Regions from separate parts of the Zea mays genome. Here region 2 is linked to region 1. Evidence: chromatin contacts called from public Hi-C data. All regions are on one chromosome and are shown on one strand. The core of a region is the stretch at or near the end of the contact, and the rest is flanking DNA. Distances in the headings are between cores, read along the strand shown.

Region 1 (6,123 bases), core at 2,621-5,120:
TAAATAGTGAACAGCAATTCCGTTACTGTTCACGCATTCTGATAATTGCAATCGCATCTCTCGGAATTCAACCTTTGCCAAGGCATAGGTATTATTGTATTCAATGATTCAATATAATGAATAAATATAATATAATTAGTATATGATTTATTCACTCATCTTATATCTTTTGTATTATCTTATAAATGCCTATTGAAGTTTTATTACGAAGGTTTAACTTCGTAATTATCCTCTTATCAACCTTCGTCCAAGATCCATTATCCCGAAGGGAATAATGTTTTAAGGACGAAGGACGTTATTATTTAACATTTTATGTTGCCTTGCTCTTGATTCATAGCATTTGAGAGCAAGTCTCCAACAACTACTATAGCTTAATACACATTGATGCTCTACTGAGACAGCGTAACTCACATTGTCGAAGTCAACCTTCTTAAGCATTTGAATAATGGTCTTTTGCAGTTCATTCTTGCTGGGAAGAGCTTGTTCCGCTTCTGCTGACTTCCCTTTATACTTGTTGGCCCTTTGCCTAGACAGGGCAGTAGATCACATCATCAGGGGTCATAACATAATCTGAAACCTATGTTTTATATTTTTTTCTTTTTTCTCGAACGCATAGGTTGCGCATCATTATATTAAGGAATAAGAGGAGGAAAGGTCCAAAATAGACCAAATAACCACCTAATAAATGGTTTCATAGTTGCTAGGGGATGTTACAAAGATGGATAGACATACACGACCAAGACTAAACTCCCCCTGAGTTAAGGCTGCAAACCTCTCAGTAAACACAACATTTTAGCATCATCCCTAATGTCTTGAAAAATCCTATATTATTTCAAACATGTTTTATGTATTTGAATGAATGACATGATACTAAAGTATTCACAAAGCGCAATTTCCAAGTTACACATGCAACATAACAACTGGCAATATATAGCAAAAAATTTGTCCCGCTTATGAATCTTCGAATATCAAATAAACAAAAGATACAAACAGCACAAAAGATGAATGTCCAAAGCAACTATAGGTTATAAATGTAGAAATAAGGCTCTCTAACAGGAGACTCTATATGCTCCTCTACCTTAAATATAGATAAGATTTCCTTGTTTATAGCCTCCAAAGAGTGTCCTCTAAAGCCTCGTCTAAATATAGAGTAAATATAGAGAACACTCATTCATCCTCTATATATAGTCTCGCTCCTCTCATCTATCCATTTTTATGCTTTAGACGATATATTAAGCAAAACTAAAATATGTATAAGACATTTGAGGGTTTAAAAATACATACATAGAAAATTGTGTAACAAAATATATCCCTGATATGGGTATTTGACATATAGAGAATAAGATATTAAGAACACTGTTAGATATAGAGGAGAGATTTTTTTAAAGAATTATGCAAGGATAGATATAGAGGATACCACTGGAGACAACCAACCAGAAGGGTACATTTTAAACTACATTATAAAAAATCACTAGTCCACCATCTTTCTGATGATAAAAAATATCAATTAATCTACTGTGTATTTTCACACATACAAGAAAATATATAGCCCTTGATCACAATTCATCATTAACACAACAATTAGAAAGTTCAAAATAAGAAGCATAAATATTGCATCTATAATAAGCGATGTAACTAAGTGTAGAAATGAGAGACCCCATATAATATGTGGGATGCTATTGCATTGAGCCTCTGGAGTGAATATATTATATATAGATGTACATGGCTACAACTACAGATAAGAAATGTTATCCCAGGATTACAATCAATACTAAACCAACCATATCAAAAGTTGCCTAATATACTCTTACAATAAGAAAGGTTATCTCGAGATTACAATCAATCCTAAACAAACCATATCAAGAGTTGCCTAATATACTCTAACATCCTTCCGCAATCGTAGCGTTAGTAAAACGAACGGACAGACTGGAGAACAATGGAGATATCCGCATAATCCCATATCAAGAGTTGCCTAATATATTTTAACATCCTCCCGCAGTCGTAGCGTTAGTAAAACGAACAGACACACTAGAGAACAATGGAGATATTCTCCCATAGTCGGAACGCCGGTGCGTAAGCTACGACTGAAGTAGACCATGCAGACGATAACCCCTTAGTGTCGAAGTAGGCGAGGTTGAGCTGGACGTGATCGAAGCCGTAGAGGAGGGCACTAATCCGAAGCGTCAACGAAGGCACGCGAGTGCACAAAATCAGCAGCTTCTTGCCAGGCATGTTCAACAGGGCGATGAGCCGGCTAGACGCCGATGGAGATAGTGCAGCTAAAGAGCGCAACTTGTCTTCCTTGAGCTTGAGCAACATCGATGGCAACTTCATTGAATTGGCTTCGTTGGTATCATAAGTCTCCACAATATTTGCCTCATCTGCCACGCACTCTGTGCCATTTTTCATAGGCTCATAGCCACTCTTCACTTCATTGACATCATGGCCACTTCCCTATTCTCTTCAGAGCCATACTTCTTAGCACCATTCTTATCTGAAACACCAGATTCTACATTCGCCAATGGAGGTGGATCCCCTGCTGCTGTTGTTGGGTTTGCACCTGACATCTTGATTGGACACAATCCTCTATCTGCTCCAGGAAAATGCAGAAAAATGTCATCAAAAGTGTCAGCAACGAAAACACACGCACACACATTGTTAAATGTTAAAGGAACTGCTAAGAGGGTAAAGAAAAGGCTTTACAGAAAACAACTGATATGGGCTATAATAATACAAAAAAGGTATATACTGCAAAACATAATAAGGCGTGTAAAGTCATGAGAAAGACCAGTGTAACCGTGCATTGTCATGATTAACCGCAAAGAATGGCTAATGTTTCCAAAAACATCAAATAATGATTAACCACACTCTCCAATAGGTAACTATGAATGGCTGAAGTTTACAAGTTGATTACATTTTTAACACGTGATACAGATTGGCTAAACCCTTAAATAGATAACTATGCAGCCACGTCATCAAGATTTCCTTCTCTATATTTATTCCTCCCGCAACGATTCCCTCTAAATTTTCCAAAATCTCCACCATCCACATAAACTATACATTTCATTCCAACTACCATCAACTACCTCTTATCATTTTCTTGTTTCTACCGACCGGACGGTTTGGCAACGGGTGTACAATTTTTTTTTTTTTGTATTTTCCAAACATATACGCCACTATTCAGTGTACGGACCATATTAACTACAAATCATTTTTATTAGTTCTGACCTTTGCCCGCATTGCACAACGATTTGTAGTTAAGGTGCACTAATTTCAATAGAAAGAACTATCGTGTTTTTTTTTTGTAAAAACTTTTAAAACTTAATTATTAAATCCATTTCATTCCAACAACTTGAAGTAGCTCATATTTTTTGTTTCAAACGCATGGACGTCAACGACAATGCGTTTAGGAAAATTTATTTTAGTCTGTCCAAATTAACCTCGACCATGTGTTAAACTAATAATTACGAAAACAAATATTTTTTTGGAACTACGCACGCATGTGACATGAAATATAATAACTCCTCCAAACATTTGAATGCAATTAAATATGGTTATATTCTTCCGAAACCATGACGAAGTACTAATTATCGCACTCCTTTTTGAACGACTATACTAACAGTACTATTCTATTATAAATATCCTGAAGTCCTGCATATTTTTGAGGTAACAGCTAGTCTTTTCGGAGTACAAACTTGTACTACACGATTGCACGAGTCTTCCGTTGCAAACCCACGGCCGACAACTGTGCACGGCAAGCCACCTGAAGCTTCCGTTGCACTCCAGTCTTCTTGCACAAGCCACCTTCGTCGTCCACTATATATATGGCTTGCACGAGTACCCATTTCTCTTCATTCTCCACTTCTATCTTCAAGATTTCACCTCCTACGTGCCGAATGGCTCCTGTGTCTCACAACAATGATTCCGATTCGAGTGATAGTGACGACAACACAATCATACTGGCCACTCTTCTTACCCTATGCATCGAAGCTACCAGGCGTAGGCGCAGGCAGTCTTCTATCCCTCGCCGCGTGATCGCTAGGGATCATTTTGCTAGGGAGAACCTTATCCGCCATCACTACTTCGGCCCTAACCCCGTGTATCCAGCTCACATGTTTCGCCGAAGGTAAATTACTATAGATGATATGTTAAAATGCGTTGTAAATTTTTGGCCATTGTTACAGTACTTATTGTGTTTACTAGGTTTCGCATGAGTCGGCCATTGTTCCTCCGTATTTTGCAAGGCCTCCAGCAGCAGGATAGTTACTTCACTCAACAGGTCGACGCTACAGGCCTCGCCGGTCTTGGACCACTTCAAAAAGTATGTGCAGCAATGCGGACCCTAGCTTACGGCTTACCTACTGATGCCATCGACGAATATATACAGATAGGCGAGTCTACGGCTAGACAATGCCTTATTCGTTTCTGTCGCGCACTCATTGCATACTTTAGTGTGTGGTACCTTCGAACTCCTAACCAGGCCGACATTGCACGCATCATGCAACATAGCGAGTCGAGGGGGTTTCCAGGAATGCTGGGGTCCATAGATTGCATGCATTGGGAGTGTAGGAACTATCGTGGTCGAAATTCTAGACCTACCATGATACTTGAGGCGGTCGCATCGTACGATCTATGGATTTGGCATGCTTTTTTCGGCATGCCTGGTACAAACAACGACATCAACGTGCTACATAGGTCTCCGGTTTTTGACCCAATGACAAGCGGTCAAATGCCCCCCGTGCATTACACAGTAAACGGACATGCATACAACTTTGGGTACTACCTAGCCGATGACATATACCCTAACTGGCCAACTTTTGTGAAAGCCATTCGGCACCCCTGGGAGGAAAAGAAGATCTATTTCACGCAGATGCAGGAAAGTCACCGGAAAGATATCGAGCGCGCATTCAGTGTGCTTCAAGCACGGTGGGCAGTGCTACGTGGTCTTGCTTACAGACGGGATCGTAACCGTCTAACCGAGATCATCACTGCTTGCATAATAATGCACAACATGATCATTGAAGATGAAGGGGAGTTTGCTGCCAACACCGACTTTGGAGACAATGCTTCTGCCACTGCACATTGCGAACTCATACAAGAGGGAAGGTCGGATTGGGTCATCGATCACTTTGATCTACGTCGCCAGGAACGATTTTGCAATCTTCAAAATGATCTTGTCGAGCATTTGTGGACCAAACGTGGGAGTATGTGATGAAACTTGAACCTTAGTCCTTTAAATGATGTGGCTCCGTAGTGTATGTTCCATGTGTGTGGTGGTCATTGTGTTATGTTTCATGTGTGTGGTAGTGGGTGTGCTATGTTCCATGCGTGTCTTAGTTTGAGTTAGGGGTTCTGTGGTCACGGGCAATGAGTACGAATTCATTTACTCTTAGTGGTCAAATGTGTACTCTTCAGTATGAAATCAAATGTGGCACCATCTATGCAAGAGAAATGAGCATGTCATGAAAGTTGTTGTACATGCCTACTATTCAGAGCGACCATGACCACAGAACCCCTAACTAAAGATATGAAGATGAATTCATTTTTTAGCTACACTAGACGTGTGCATATAATTCCTTGAATAGTTAAATTCTGACCACAGAACCTCTTAAGTTTTAGATAAATTTCTCTAAAATTTTATTTTGAATAGTTAACGAAAATTCCTTGAAAATGGGATTGTCTAACTAACCCTAGACGTGTGCATCTCTGTAGGGCAAGAATCCTCGTGAATATTAGAAATTGTTTGGTTCATGGCTAATTATACCACACTTTGTTTAAGATTAGTCGTTTAAATTGAAAAATTATGGTATGTTTGGTTCGTGGCTAATTATGTTACACTTTGATTAATGTTAGTCGTTCGAATTGAATAACTAACTTTGGTAAAAAAGTTATACAAAGTGTGATAAGTTATACAGAGAACAAAATAACATTTTAATCTTATACAGAAAAGTTAGATAAAATATGGTAAGTTAGACGACGAACCAAACAAATCCTTAATACTTCAATACTACAGATTAATTTAAGGCATTACTGAAAAGTTGGCACCACATACGGACGTCGCAAAAAAAGCTTGGGCGAGGCGCGCGTTCCTTGCCGAGTCGGCGACCGCGAGTACTGCAGTCT
Region 2 (6,123 bases), core at 1,049-3,548, 200 kb before region 1:
ATAACCTAACAAAGAGTGACAATATTTAGGGTGTGTTTGGTTTGACTTTTGGCTTTTGCCCCCTAAAAGCCAAAAGTCAAACTAAAGGGCTGGATCCATGAAGCAACTTTTTCTAAAAGTCGATTTTTTGCAGTGAAAGCACCTCTGGACCTGCTTTTAGCGGCTTTCGGATGGAACTGTGAAAATATATATGGAAGAACTTTTAGCGGCTTTTAGTGGTTTCCACCAAACGGTTTTTAGCTTTTTAACAGCTCACGGCCACAGCAATTTTTTCGCGGCTACAGCCCAACCAAACAGATCCTTAATCATTGATTGGTCAAGTCTATGTGAAAGTTCATGACACTGTTCTTAAGGCGTCGCCTAGGCGTCCAGGCGGAGGTCCAACGCCTAGGCACCTTGCCCGCCTACCTCGCCTAGGCGTCCCGGCGGTGGTCCAACGCCTTGTCTCGCCTTACTGCTTTAAAAGCCATGGTTCATGATCCAGACAGAGTGAGCCTAAAATGTAAAGACCCAAATAAAGGACGGGCATCCAGCTTGTCTGGATTAATGACAGGAATTTCGCAAGAGAATACAATTATACATACAGAAATATTGGTTCAACAAGCCTTCCATTGTAATAAGGGACAATAAGGGTTGGGACAAAAGCTATCATGGCCGATACCAACGGTAGCAGGCCACAATCAAATGGTAACTATGTACTCTACGTCTCTACCAATATAGGCAAGCATCTAAAGAAGAGTATAACACGATCTGCAGGATAAACCATGGGTGGGTAGTGCACACAAAGGGTGAGTTGCTCCATCAACTACCTTCTTTCTTCTGTTTCGTCCTTTGTTATTTGCTTTTTCAGCATCTCAAGTCCTCAAGGATACTTGCGATTTCATGAGTAGGTTGACTTGTGGCTAAGAGGAACGGGTGTGCACATCCATGCTTCGCAGAAGCGTTATCACAGCACAAGAGGGTATGGACAGGCAGGGCATATCGCCCCTGTATAACCATGAAAATGGCTGGCAACGTGTTATCTCCTTTATGGACGCTTGCTAGGCCATGCATACATACATCATTATTCGTGGAAATTATTTTAGATTGCGCTATGATTTTCAAGCTCGAATTTCAGTTCATCTAGCATTTGGTTGGCAGCCAAGACCGCATTATATGTTTTGTACTCTACTACTCTGTTTTACTCTCGTGACAAGAAATGAGATCCCCAATCGACATCAGTGAACATAATTTTACTTTTATTATTATACTAAGATATCATCGTATAACATAAATAATACAGCTAATGTTATCCTATCTGGTGAAGCAAAGCTTTCCAATTCGATCACGATGAACATAACTGCTGACAATGTTTCTTTCATGTAGATGTCTGTTGCAGTCATGTAGAATGGTCAATGATGTCTGTGCGCTGTCAGTATAATAACCCTAGTGTTGCATGATCTTAGCTTTCTTGCATAGAGTTTTATACTATTAATGTGAGCAGAAAAGTAACGCTCTTCAAGACACCAAAGCATCGTGACGGGTTTTCTAATTTCACAATGTAACTGAAGGGACAGGAAGGTGGATTAGCTTTGCAAACAGAATGCAGGTGGGATTCGGCTGTAATACTATTTGCTCTGGCCTCCGGACACAAGCTGACAGCAGGCATAGCACCACCGATAACGGCAAGTGGGAGGGTCAGGTCAGGTTGGTGCAGGTCAGACTTAGGTCCTGTTTGTTTCCTTCCAGGATGATACAATCCAGCTTATGGATTATATAAGCACCTAATGAACTGCTTATGAATCATCATAATCTAGGTATCTAGACTATATAATCCACCATTCCACCTAATAAATCTGCGTTGTTTGTTTGTCTCTTAACTTATTTAAGCTGGATTATATAATCTAGAGGATAAACCAACAGGGCCTTGGAGGCTTGGACATGACATACCCTCTCCTTGCGCGCCTGCTTCTTGAGCTCGAGCTCCTGGAGCGCCTGCGCGCGTCGGGCCTCGAGCGCCTTGAGCTCCTGCTCCTTGAAGGGCCACTCGTTGGGGATCCCGGGGTCCTTCTCGACCTTCCTCCGCTGGCCGGCCTTGCCCGCCTTCTTGGCCTCCTTGCGCTTCTTGCGGTGGTGCTCCTTCACCTTGCGCTGCACCTTGTGCTTCTGCCGCAGCGTGACTCGCTTGCTCTTGCTCTTCTTGCTCCTCTTCACCATCTCGCCGACGCTTGTCGAGGCGGAGGAGAGGGGAGGACCGGAGGAAGGAGCCGGCGGCCCTGAGGGCTGAGGTGGAGAGTCGGTCGGGAGTCGGCAGGGCAGCGACTTCGGCCGCAGTGAATTCAAGGAGAGAGGGAGTTAGGTTTTTTAGAAGGGCGTCGATACTGGATAGACCTAAAAAGGGCTCCGCTGCTCAAATGAGCCCATGGAGCGAAGCGGGCCGACCCCAGACAGAAAGCCAGACAGAAAGCTTGGGTCTTGGGACCGCGTAATCCAACCGCGCTGTTCGGTGGTCAACCTGCGGTGACTGGGAGGGAAAAACAGTGGTGCCTAAAAAATCACGCTAGCGGTGATTTCGTGTAAATTAGGAGACGCGGTACTGTGATAGAAGAGCTGTTGCCTTATACTCCCTCCGTCCCAGTAGTTTAGAGCATCTCCAAAAGATCTTAAAAATAAATCTTCCAATATAAGATAATTGGGATCTCTCTAAATCACTTAATTCCAATCCTGAGTACTATCTTCAACAACTCCCAAGATTTTTCTCAAAATCTAAATATATAGACGACACATTATCGAGTTAAAATACTTCAGATTCGGTGTTGAAAAAGTTGAACGGCTTATCTTGTCGCTTTCACAATCTAGAACACAGGTGTGTTGCTTGTCTCCCCTCTGATGCACAGGACATTTCAGTTTTGTTTAATCACAAGGTGCATGCGGCAGGGGTGATGGTGAAGACTATAGATGAGCATGCAGCCCTGAGCCCGGTAGCCCGGCACACGGCCCGGTTTTTTGGCCCGGCCCAAGCACGGCCCGGCACGGCTGGATGCGTGCCCGGGCCGGCCCGGACCATTCCACCAGGCCGTGTCTCGGCTGCCGGCTACGCCCGTCGGGCGACACGGCCCGGCCCGCCTAAAAACGGCAGGCACGGACCGGCCCGGTCCCGGGAGCGGCCAGCGGCTCTCTCCCTCTCTCCGCTCAAGTGGGCAAGTGGCTGCGCGGCTGGCCCCACTCTCCGCTCCGTCTCCCACTCTCTCCGTCTCTCGGTCTCTCCGCTGTCCGCTCGCTCGGCTCTCTCCCTCTCGCGGTCTCGCTCGCCAGTCGCCTCTCGCCCTCGACCTCTCCGTCGCTGCTCGCTCCGTCTGCTGCTCACCGCCTCACCGTCGGGCGTCGGCCGTCGCCGTAGTCTCTGCCGGATTCGTTCCGTGCGGCGCCGCTCTCTAGGCTCCGGCTCTGCATCGGTGAAATCCCTAACCCTAAATCCCTAATCTCCGCTCTCCGGACTCCGGCTCTCCCTCCCGCCGTCCCGCGTCATCGTCTCCGGCTCCGGGCTACGGCTTGGCAGATAAGTCCCTCTCCGGCTCTCTCTCCAGTCGGCCATCCCAATCCCTAACCCTAACCCTAATCTCCTCTTCTCCGGCTCTCCCTCTCGCGTCGTCCGTCGTCGTGCACTTTACCCTCGTCTCCGGCTCCGGGCTCCGGCTTGGCAGGTATGTCACTCACTCACTCTTCCTCAGTTTCTCACCACCAGTCAGCCATCTCAATCCCTAACCCTAAGCCTCGCTGCTTGCTTGTAGGTCGCCGGCCGACTACGTAGTCGTGCTAGTGCCGCCACTGCCGTCGAGGTACGGTGCCGAGATCGAAGGCGGTTATGGATGACGACGACGACAACGGTCGGTACCCTAGAACCATCAACGAGGAGCTCGTTGAGTTAGGGCAGCTTCCCGATGACGTCGACGACATGGGAGATGCTGCTGCTGCCTTGTTTGGTGTCGATAGCACTCATCCCGGACCAGTAAGTGATGCTGCTGGCTCTAATGAACTTGATTCATTGACTTCTTCTAGCACTGGTAAACGTCGATCTGCTGTTTGGGATGACTTCACTGAAGTCACAGAAAACCGTAATGGTAAGAAGGTGCGCATTGCGGGTATTTGCAAATTTTGCAAAGCTAGGTTGAGTGCTAATTCTAATGCTGGCACTGGACATTTGCTTAGGCACCAGAAATCATGTAAAAAGAAGTCTGATCATGCTGCTATGGTTCAAACTAGACTTGCTTTGAACCCTGATGGGTCTTTTAGAAACTGGGAATATGATCCTCAAGTGGCTAGAACTGAGCTTTGTCGTTTGATTGCTAGACTTGATCTTCCTTTAGGGATGGCTGACACAGATGCTTGGGATGCTTACATTCAACATGCTCACAACCCTAGATATGTTAGAGTATCTAGGTTTACAACTGCTAGAGACTTGGTTAAGTTATACAATGACAAATTAGAGTATCGACGACGGCGCTTGAACTCAGAGACAGTGGAGATGTTGGTGTGCATCAAAGATTGGGAGCTAGACCAACAGCGGGCACAACATGCTGTGGTGGATAATGAATTAGAGGAGTCCTTCAAGGACCTCTGGCTAGATGAAGCTGCTGGTGCTACTGACAGTTTGGCTTGATACTTTGTCTGGACACAACATTCTTGATCTGTCATTCACTCTTTCTATCCTGATACTCATTCTGTCCTGATACTTTGGCTAGATCTATATTCTGTCCTGATACTTTGGGCTTGTAAATTGTAATAACTTTGAACATTTGAATTATAAACTGAGCTGGCCGTACTCTTTTTTCCTTTCTAGGGTTTCTCACGAGGTGTGAGTTTTACCTAGAAAGGTTTTTAATGAGGCGGCATTGCACTAACAGCTCAAAATTTCTGTATATTTTGTTGTATTGTGTTGAATTCAATTTGATCTCTGTTTTCTATTTAAACTGTGTTGAATTATGTTTTTCTATCACCGGGCTTCGGGCTGGCCCGATCCACTTTTGGGCCTGGGCTTTTCGGGCTGGCACGGCCCGAAAAACGGCTCGAAGGGCCGTGCCTGGGCCTCTGGCCAGGCACATAGGACTGTGCAGGCCCGGCCCGGTTGGCCCGTGGGCCTGGTCGTGCCGTGCCGATTTGGGACGTGCCTTGCACGGGCTCGGGACGTGTCGTGCCGGGCGGCCCGTTTGCTCATCTATAGTGAAGACGTGAGAGCCAGGCGCTCAACGTGCGAAATGAAACAAACACTACGAGCAGGCTGGTGCAAAATGGTGAAAAAGAAGGCATGAACACAGGCGCGAACCGATGAAAAGAAGGCGGGAACGAAGTATGGGCCTCGATTGTGAGCTCAGGAGGCTGCGAAGGTTTGTGCTGCTGAGGACATTTTTTCTGCCTACGGTAGTTTACGTATGATGGATAGGTAACTGTTGAAGATGATTTTTTCCTTTTCTCCCTAGTATAAGGATTAGGATAAGGGTTTTAAGGATCTCTTGGAGATGCTCTTATATCTTGTTCGAAATATGTAGATGCCAGATAATGTTGTTTCCAACCTTATTGACAGATCCCAAAGGTAACCCACATAGTCAAAGTTCAAGGTTGTGTGAGACCCTCACAAAATTTACACGAGGAAGGCCAAATAGGCTAAAGATGAAGGTGGACCTGCTTGGGAAGTGCAGTCAGCTCTGATGAGGGATACACTAATGTTAAACAGACTATTCGTTTCAGATTAAAGTCAGTTGTTCGGACAACTGTATTTATAATCTATAGAGACAAAAAAATATTGTAGAAGCAATAGAAGTTGATACAGATTAAAGCCAAACGAACATGCTGGAAAACTTCATGGATAGTGAAAATGAGATAGAGGATGAAGATGACAACCTTATAGGGATAATATTAGAATTGCTAAAGGCAAAAAACAAAAAAAAAGTCTCCAAAGGATAAAGAAAATCCAAGGTAGCACAAGTGCTTGGTTTGAACATAATAACATGTTCTCTGGTTTGTTGGTCCAAAAGATAGTGTTAGATTTGGGCAGAGCGATCTTTGCCTCCACCTGGCAGGCGGCCATTGGGCTCCCCGACGCGCGATATCCAGAGGCGCGGTGGCAGCCAATGGCCTGGGCGCGGA

The links. Hi-C and Micro-C count contacts between places; a contact is called where the count stands out from the background.
Region 2: a contact with region 1 is called in a Hi-C map of ear, with 3 times the contacts expected there. The contact joins the promoter of LOC100274701 here to the promoter of LOC100384061 in region 1. A contact is called at or near these places in 6 of 25 Hi-C or Micro-C datasets (bundle sheath, ear, endosperm and 3 more).

The regions. Positions count from the first base shown.
Region 1 is chr5:19,985,657-19,991,779 of Zm-B73-REFERENCE-NAM-5.0, reverse strand. It overlaps LOC100384061, which reads left to right and starts at 3,870. Exons shown (of 2, transcript NM_001384710.1): 1 at 3,870-4,126; 2 at 4,204-5,449. The coding sequence starts at 3,897. The coding sequence ends at 5,212.
Region 2 is chr5:20,179,417-20,185,539 of Zm-B73-REFERENCE-NAM-5.0, reverse strand. It overlaps LOC100274701, which reads right to left and starts at 2,298. Exons shown (of 8, transcript NM_001149009.2): 1 at 1,930-2,298. The coding sequence starts at 2,196.